Regions from separate parts of the Zea mays genome. Here region 1 is linked to region 2. The links are chromatin contacts, called in public Hi-C maps. All regions are on one chromosome and are shown on one strand. Each heading gives the region's core, a stretch centred on a gene start, on an enhancer-like site or on the middle of the called end of the contact. The rest is flanking DNA. Distances are from core to core; before and after follow the strand shown.

Region 1 (2,983 bases), core at 375-2,874, 320 kb after region 2:
TTCGAAGCCCTAAGATAAGTATTTAGTAAAAACTAGTTGCTGGCAAAAATTGGTGCTAAAAGCTATCTTAGAGTTAAAAAAAAGATAAAATCTACTTCTTAGTCATAAATGTCTCTATAACGGAGGAAACGTGTGAAACCCAAGGTTTTGTGTTTGGATCCAAGCACATGCCTGAAAATCATTACGTAACAACACTAGCATATGTAAAGCACATAAAAAGCCGGTGTGGTCGTGCTGAACCTAGGAACGACTAGGAGCGAGGACATGTGTTGTTTGGGCTACAGTGTATGTAATATTTTCTTTCTAATTATCTATTTATAAACATAAAAGTGAAGAAGATTACAAGCTCAAACACAACCCAGCAGCAAGACTTGGCTCCCCTCACGTATTGGTTGCTGTGGGAGTTCTAGCCTAAAGGTTCTGATCCACTTTTATGCATGCCCTATATTATATTTAGAGTGAATTATATCCACCTAGAGTCCCCTTCTAAGTGATATCATGCCCCCCTTTTATAGCGTGAGGGAGGAGAAAGGTTAAACTAGTTGAACCTTAGATCCCATCAACTAAGACCCAACTACCCCATTCTTATGTTGTTCGTGGAGTCATGCCTAGAGCCATGCCTTTGGTTTTATCATAGTATGGGCGGAGATGTCCTTCTCCATAGTCGACTACCATACCTATCACAGGGGCGGTTATGATATATCACATCCATGGGCATTGGGGTCGTGCCTTTGGGTATGATGTAGTTGGTATCTGGTGTAGGATTTTATAGTTTGATAATACTTTATGTATACCTACATGGGTAGATCTGGCTATAGTATCAATCCACGTATTGAATAGTTGTCTCAAGTACCCTACAACCTAAATCGTGGCAACATCATGCTTATCCACCTTGTAATGCTTCTCATCTCTCATTTAATACTCCCTCCGTTTCTTTTTATTTGTCGCTGAATAGTTTAATTTTGCACTATTCAGCGACAACTAAAACGAAACGGATGGAGTATGTTCTACATAAGACTTATTCAATAAGCTAATAATGCTATGGATACATCAACAGACCATTAGATGCGTGGGGTTACTTCCTCAGAGTCGTATAATCTTTGGTGGGCCTAGGCACATATCCTAAATCGTGGCAATATCATATATTGCCGTATACTACACACGTACTTTATTTTCTAGTAGGAAATATGTATTTGATTCTATTAATTAATCATCAAGCTCACTGTGTATGCACGTGTTATTAATTGATCAGTAAACTGAACTCTGACGGCGATTCCGATGGTCATCCTACATTTGGCGGTGGTAGTTGGTGGTTGGTAGCACAATGACACCACTCAGGGCCAGGGCGCGCGGCAGCCGCCTACGAACAACCACCCATAGTGCGAGTGCGTAGCTAGTTCCTTTATTTGTTGCATGAGCACCCCCCGGCCCTGCTTTCTGTATGTCAGCTAACCCTCCATCACCTTTCTAAAAAAATAAAAAAAAATAAAAACCTCCAGTGTCCTTTCAGTAGGCTGGGACAAAAACTTTAGTTTGTCACTACTTGAGGAAGAAGTGCTGTTTGTGTGGGGCCTTCACGTTCTAGAAGCTAAGGTGGTGGCCCCCACGCACCCGGCCGGTGGCTAGCCCAGCCCACCAATGGTAAGATGAAAATGGACTCACGGGCTGTCCTTATTATCTGACTGAGACATCAGATGCTACCAGCGAAGTGTGGAGACATATAGCTCACGGTAATTACGACATGCATCGCGCTTATTTATATGTTTTTGAGAAGAAAAAATCATTGCTTTGCTTCGAAGATCGTAATAATAATAATATATACACAGACGGTAATATCGATCATGGCTCATATAGCTGAAAACAAAAGGAAAACAAGTTGACACTAGGATAATCATATATATTGATGCAATCGGGTAACTAAGACATAACTAGAGCTAGAATACTCTCTTTTTAAAAAAATATCTAGAAAAGGTGTCGCAAGAGTTGTTTTGAAAGAAATACTTTTTAAAACTTTCACTTTTATTGAAAGAAATATCAAGGAGTCAGAAGGTGTAAGAGTTGCTCTAACCCCCCTAGCTAGAGGTGTGACTAACAAGTAAACAACATGAACAAAAGGGCGCAACATCAATGATGATGAGGCAAGCTGCTTCTTGGGGTTCTTCTAGAGACTTGAGGTCATGAGGCGACAGACAGTACGCTTCAGTTGATGTACTTGACAATAGAAAGATGAAGATTCCCACTACAAGTTTACATCAAACCAAAGATATATGGAGGGTGCACTAAGCAGGCTACTAACCCTTCTAGAAGCTCGGTAGTTAGCATAGCTAGCTAGGGTTGGTTGTGATCAGGCACGTACTACTAGAAGAGCAGCTGAGGCAGATCTATGTCATGGCATCACAACTGTACCTAACTGAAAAAAAAAAGATGTGTGTACCTGTTGAACCGATATTTTAACCAATTAATATCCACCAGCAGCCCACTTCATCATATGATTTTTAAGCACGCAAATAATTCAATCCGTTATCTCACATACTCCCTCCATATATTCAAATATAAGTCGTTCTAGACAAGGTTTGAATCAAACTTGATAAACTTTGACTATACACAACAGTTTTATTATTTAGTTTTGAACCTAATATAATAGTCATGACTTGTCTTTAAAAAGTACTTTTACAAAAGTACGATGGTATTAGAAGTTCATTTTGTATTTTAACCAAAACAAACTTTGATCAAAGCTATATTTTGAAGACAGTTTCTTTGTCCTAAAATTCAGACCTCGAGGAAGTAAGATATGTATGTTTGAGATAAGCTGTGGACGATGGTCCTATTGGTCTCTGACATTTTACCGCATTGGATTTTAGGTTTTTATATCACTCTTCATATATTCAACGCGGGAAATCCAGGAACTTTTGGAGGTTTTAGTAATTTACAACATCATATATTTCAGTGGTCATCAAAAATTAACTTATTCTCGATGGCTAAC
Region 2 (3,011 bases), core at 273-2,772:
ACTTAGTAGCTGTTAATAAAATTTTGACCAACTTTAAAAGCAATGCTCAACTTTAACCATCTCCTTTGGTAAGCCTTACACTTCACATGAGCTCACACCTTTGGTAAGTTTATACACATTATTCCCCACAACTTGTTGAGCGATGAACGTATGTGAGCTCACCCTTGTTGTACTCACATCCCCCAAGTCAAGGACAGGTACCACAGGATGAGGCGCGTGAAGGATGCTGTGATGAGCTCATGAGTGGTCTAGGCCGTCGTCTCCGAGTCAACTATGATTGTTGGATCGTTGTCTACGTATGATGTAATTATTTAGCTATTTTGTACAGAACTCCGATTGTATAGTAAAGATGTGACATTCGTTTCTGTACCATGAGTCATCATATGTGCGAGACTTGATCCTAGCACACTTGGTGAAGTTTGCGCCCGGGTTTGGTGCCCCTAAAACCCGGGTGTGACAGTCGGACCTGCGCCGGGGCATGCAGTCGCACAGGGAGTGGTTAGAACAGTCGCCGGAGTGGCCTCCTGCGAGATTCGCGGGGAATTGTTGCCATGGCAGTTGGCCGAGGCCGATCTCGGGCGAGACAGAGTCTTCTCCCGAGGCTGAAACCGTCTTCGGGCGCGGTAGAGTTCTGTTCCGAGGGTGAGGCTGTGCCAGACTCGTGCATGTCCCATCCGGAGTTGTTCGAGAACAGTAGCCGGTGTGGGGGAGCAGTTTCCGTTGTTCGTGGGCGTGCGTCATCATAGTTGGCGAAAGTAGATGGGACCATGGTCCCATCGTCCCCTGTTTGACCGCGGTGTCATATGGGGTAGATATCCGAATCGTCGCATTTAATGCACACGTCTCCACGGTTCCTGCGACCTTTGACTGAGGCTGGACTCAGGGTTGTCCTCGTGTCCGAGACGAGTTCTGGCGAGGCAGAAATGGTCGTTCCGTGAAAGAGGTATCCTCGGACGAGACAAGGATTTATCCCGGGCGCTGCCTTGTCCCGAGGATGGGCTCGAACGAGACGTAATTTTGAGCAACTGTTGAGCGGGGTATTGGGGAAATCGTGATTCAACCCTGCTAAACCACGGGAACGTGTTTTCCGATTTTTCGGTACTTAGATGTTAAACATGTTTAATAGCATAATCTGAATACCACTAATTATGATACCCAATAAATCTTAAAATTTTTTAGCCTACTTCTAATAATCAGTTTTTAGGGGTAATTTTTTTTTAACATTTTGCAGAAAGGACTCGGGAGGCTAGAGGCCTCGAGCCCTCGACTTTTTGACAAATGGCCAATCGGAAGCTCCGAGTATCCGACAATATTTTTTCGAAAACATAGAAACAGAAGATACGGTCAGAAAATCACCTTCTCTGTTTGGCAAGAGATTTTAGATTTTTCTGTTTCGGCAAGAGATTTTAGATTTTTATTATCGTATTTTTTCTGTCTCCGATTTCTTACTGAAAATACGATAAACGACCAGGGAAAATGGATACACACCGCACCGGTCGATACGGGATTTTACCTTCCAGGCAGCTGCTGGGCTCGTGACCCACGCCGTCTCGGACCAACCCGAGCGCCGAACCCCAAGGCTCGCGACCGCGACACTCTTGTGTCCTCCTGCTCTCCAGATCTCGCCGTCGGCGGCGGCATGCTCCCCTCCACCGTCGGCGGCCGCGGCCGCTACCTCATGCTCGGCATCGCCCTTGCCCTCGCTGCCCTGCTCGCGCTCGCCTCCGCTTCCGAGTCCGACCACAAGGTGCGTGCCCACGACTCCCACGCGGCCTCTCCCTGCCACGGATCCAAGTCACAGCTCGCACCCATCCCGGTTAATCTCTCGAACCGCGCTGGATCTGGACCGCCTCGTCGGTCGGATCTCGCGTTGCTGGGTTGGTGGCGCCGGCCCCTCTCTCGGGGTTGTTCTAATGTGAAGTTCGGTTGGGGACTTGGGGCGGATGCGACGAGAGAGTTCTTGGTGTTCGACAGTCGAGGACGCGTTTAAAGGAGGGTTACGGCTTAGATCAGTATTGATTAATGTGGCAGTGCTGGTAAATAGGGATGCTGGCACTTTTGGAGGAAAGCTTAATAGCTCATTGTGTTTTGAATTTTGAGTATAGATGGCTGCGGTGTTTCCTCATGCTCCGGATTGTGATGCATGGGAATATTGATATTAGTGTTGCTAAGGAAAAAATCTTGTACCTTCGGGGTTTAGGACACTTGTATTGACTCTGTATTGTGTGTGTGTGTCTATTTCGTGAAGGAAAAATGTATAACTTGCTCATGCAATTCGCCTACCTTCGATTGCATATTGTAGTTCTGTTTTGTGTTATGCTCTCTGTCAATAATAATGCACCCTACATGTTGTGTGCTGTCCTGAATCTGTAGATCTGTTTGATCAGAATTGCTTCAATGCCCATTCGGATTTTATATTTGTGCAACAAGAATGCCCCACAGGCTAATATGTGCACCCCTCACCTTTACCTTTGTTGAATCGATCTTAATATTGATGTGTCTTGGAATTTTTTATTGCAAGCATAAAAACTTTCTTCTAGCTGTTTTAACTCAATTTGCATAAAATTATGCTCGATATCACACTGGTTCCAACATCCTTAACCTTTTTATGTCTCGCTGCAAATGTTGCTAATTATTAGGGCATCATGTTATATAGGATAGGTGGGAAAAGCTTTACCCTAGTTAGGCACCTGTACAACCAAACTACATCTTGCTGACTGAGCATAATACAGCACTGATGTAACAGTTAATGATGTTGCATTGTCACTGATAGCTTACTAATGTCAGGAACTCAGGACTGAGGACCACTACATTTTATCTTAGTTACTTTGCTATCCTGCCAAATGTAATGAAAGGGCCTCTAGCTGAATTGGTTAGGTGGTTTGAGTAGCACTCCTCAGGTCCTGTGTACGACTCTCCGTAGGAGCGAATTTCAGGCCGTGGTTAAAAAAAATCCCCTTTTTTGTCCCACGCCAAAGCACAGGTCTAATGCTCGGCCCTGGTCGCGGTCA

The links. Hi-C and Micro-C count contacts between places; a contact is called where the count stands out from the background.
Region 1: a Hi-C map of tassel shows a contact between it and region 2, with 2.4 times the contacts expected there. The contact joins the enhancer-like site here to the promoter of LOC100274791 in region 2. A contact is called at or near these places in 5 of 25 Hi-C or Micro-C datasets (ear, leaf and tassel).

Annotation. Positions count from the first base shown.
Region 1 is chr3:141,851,102-141,854,084 of Zm-B73-REFERENCE-NAM-5.0, forward strand. No RefSeq gene overlaps it. Among protein-coding and RNA genes, the nearest start is that of LOC100125635, 94 kb to the left of the region's middle. Within about 2 kb of position 1,625, at least 17 of the 20 cell types and tissues checked have an H3K27ac peak or open chromatin away from gene starts, as enhancers often do. A contact at or near this core is called in ear, leaf and tassel, where this site is marked.
Region 2 is chr3:141,532,968-141,535,978 of Zm-B73-REFERENCE-NAM-5.0, forward strand. It overlaps LOC100274791 (Transmembrane 9 superfamily member 1), which reads left to right and starts at 1,523. Exons shown (of 12, transcript NM_001320176.1): 1 at 1,523-1,747. The coding sequence starts at 1,640.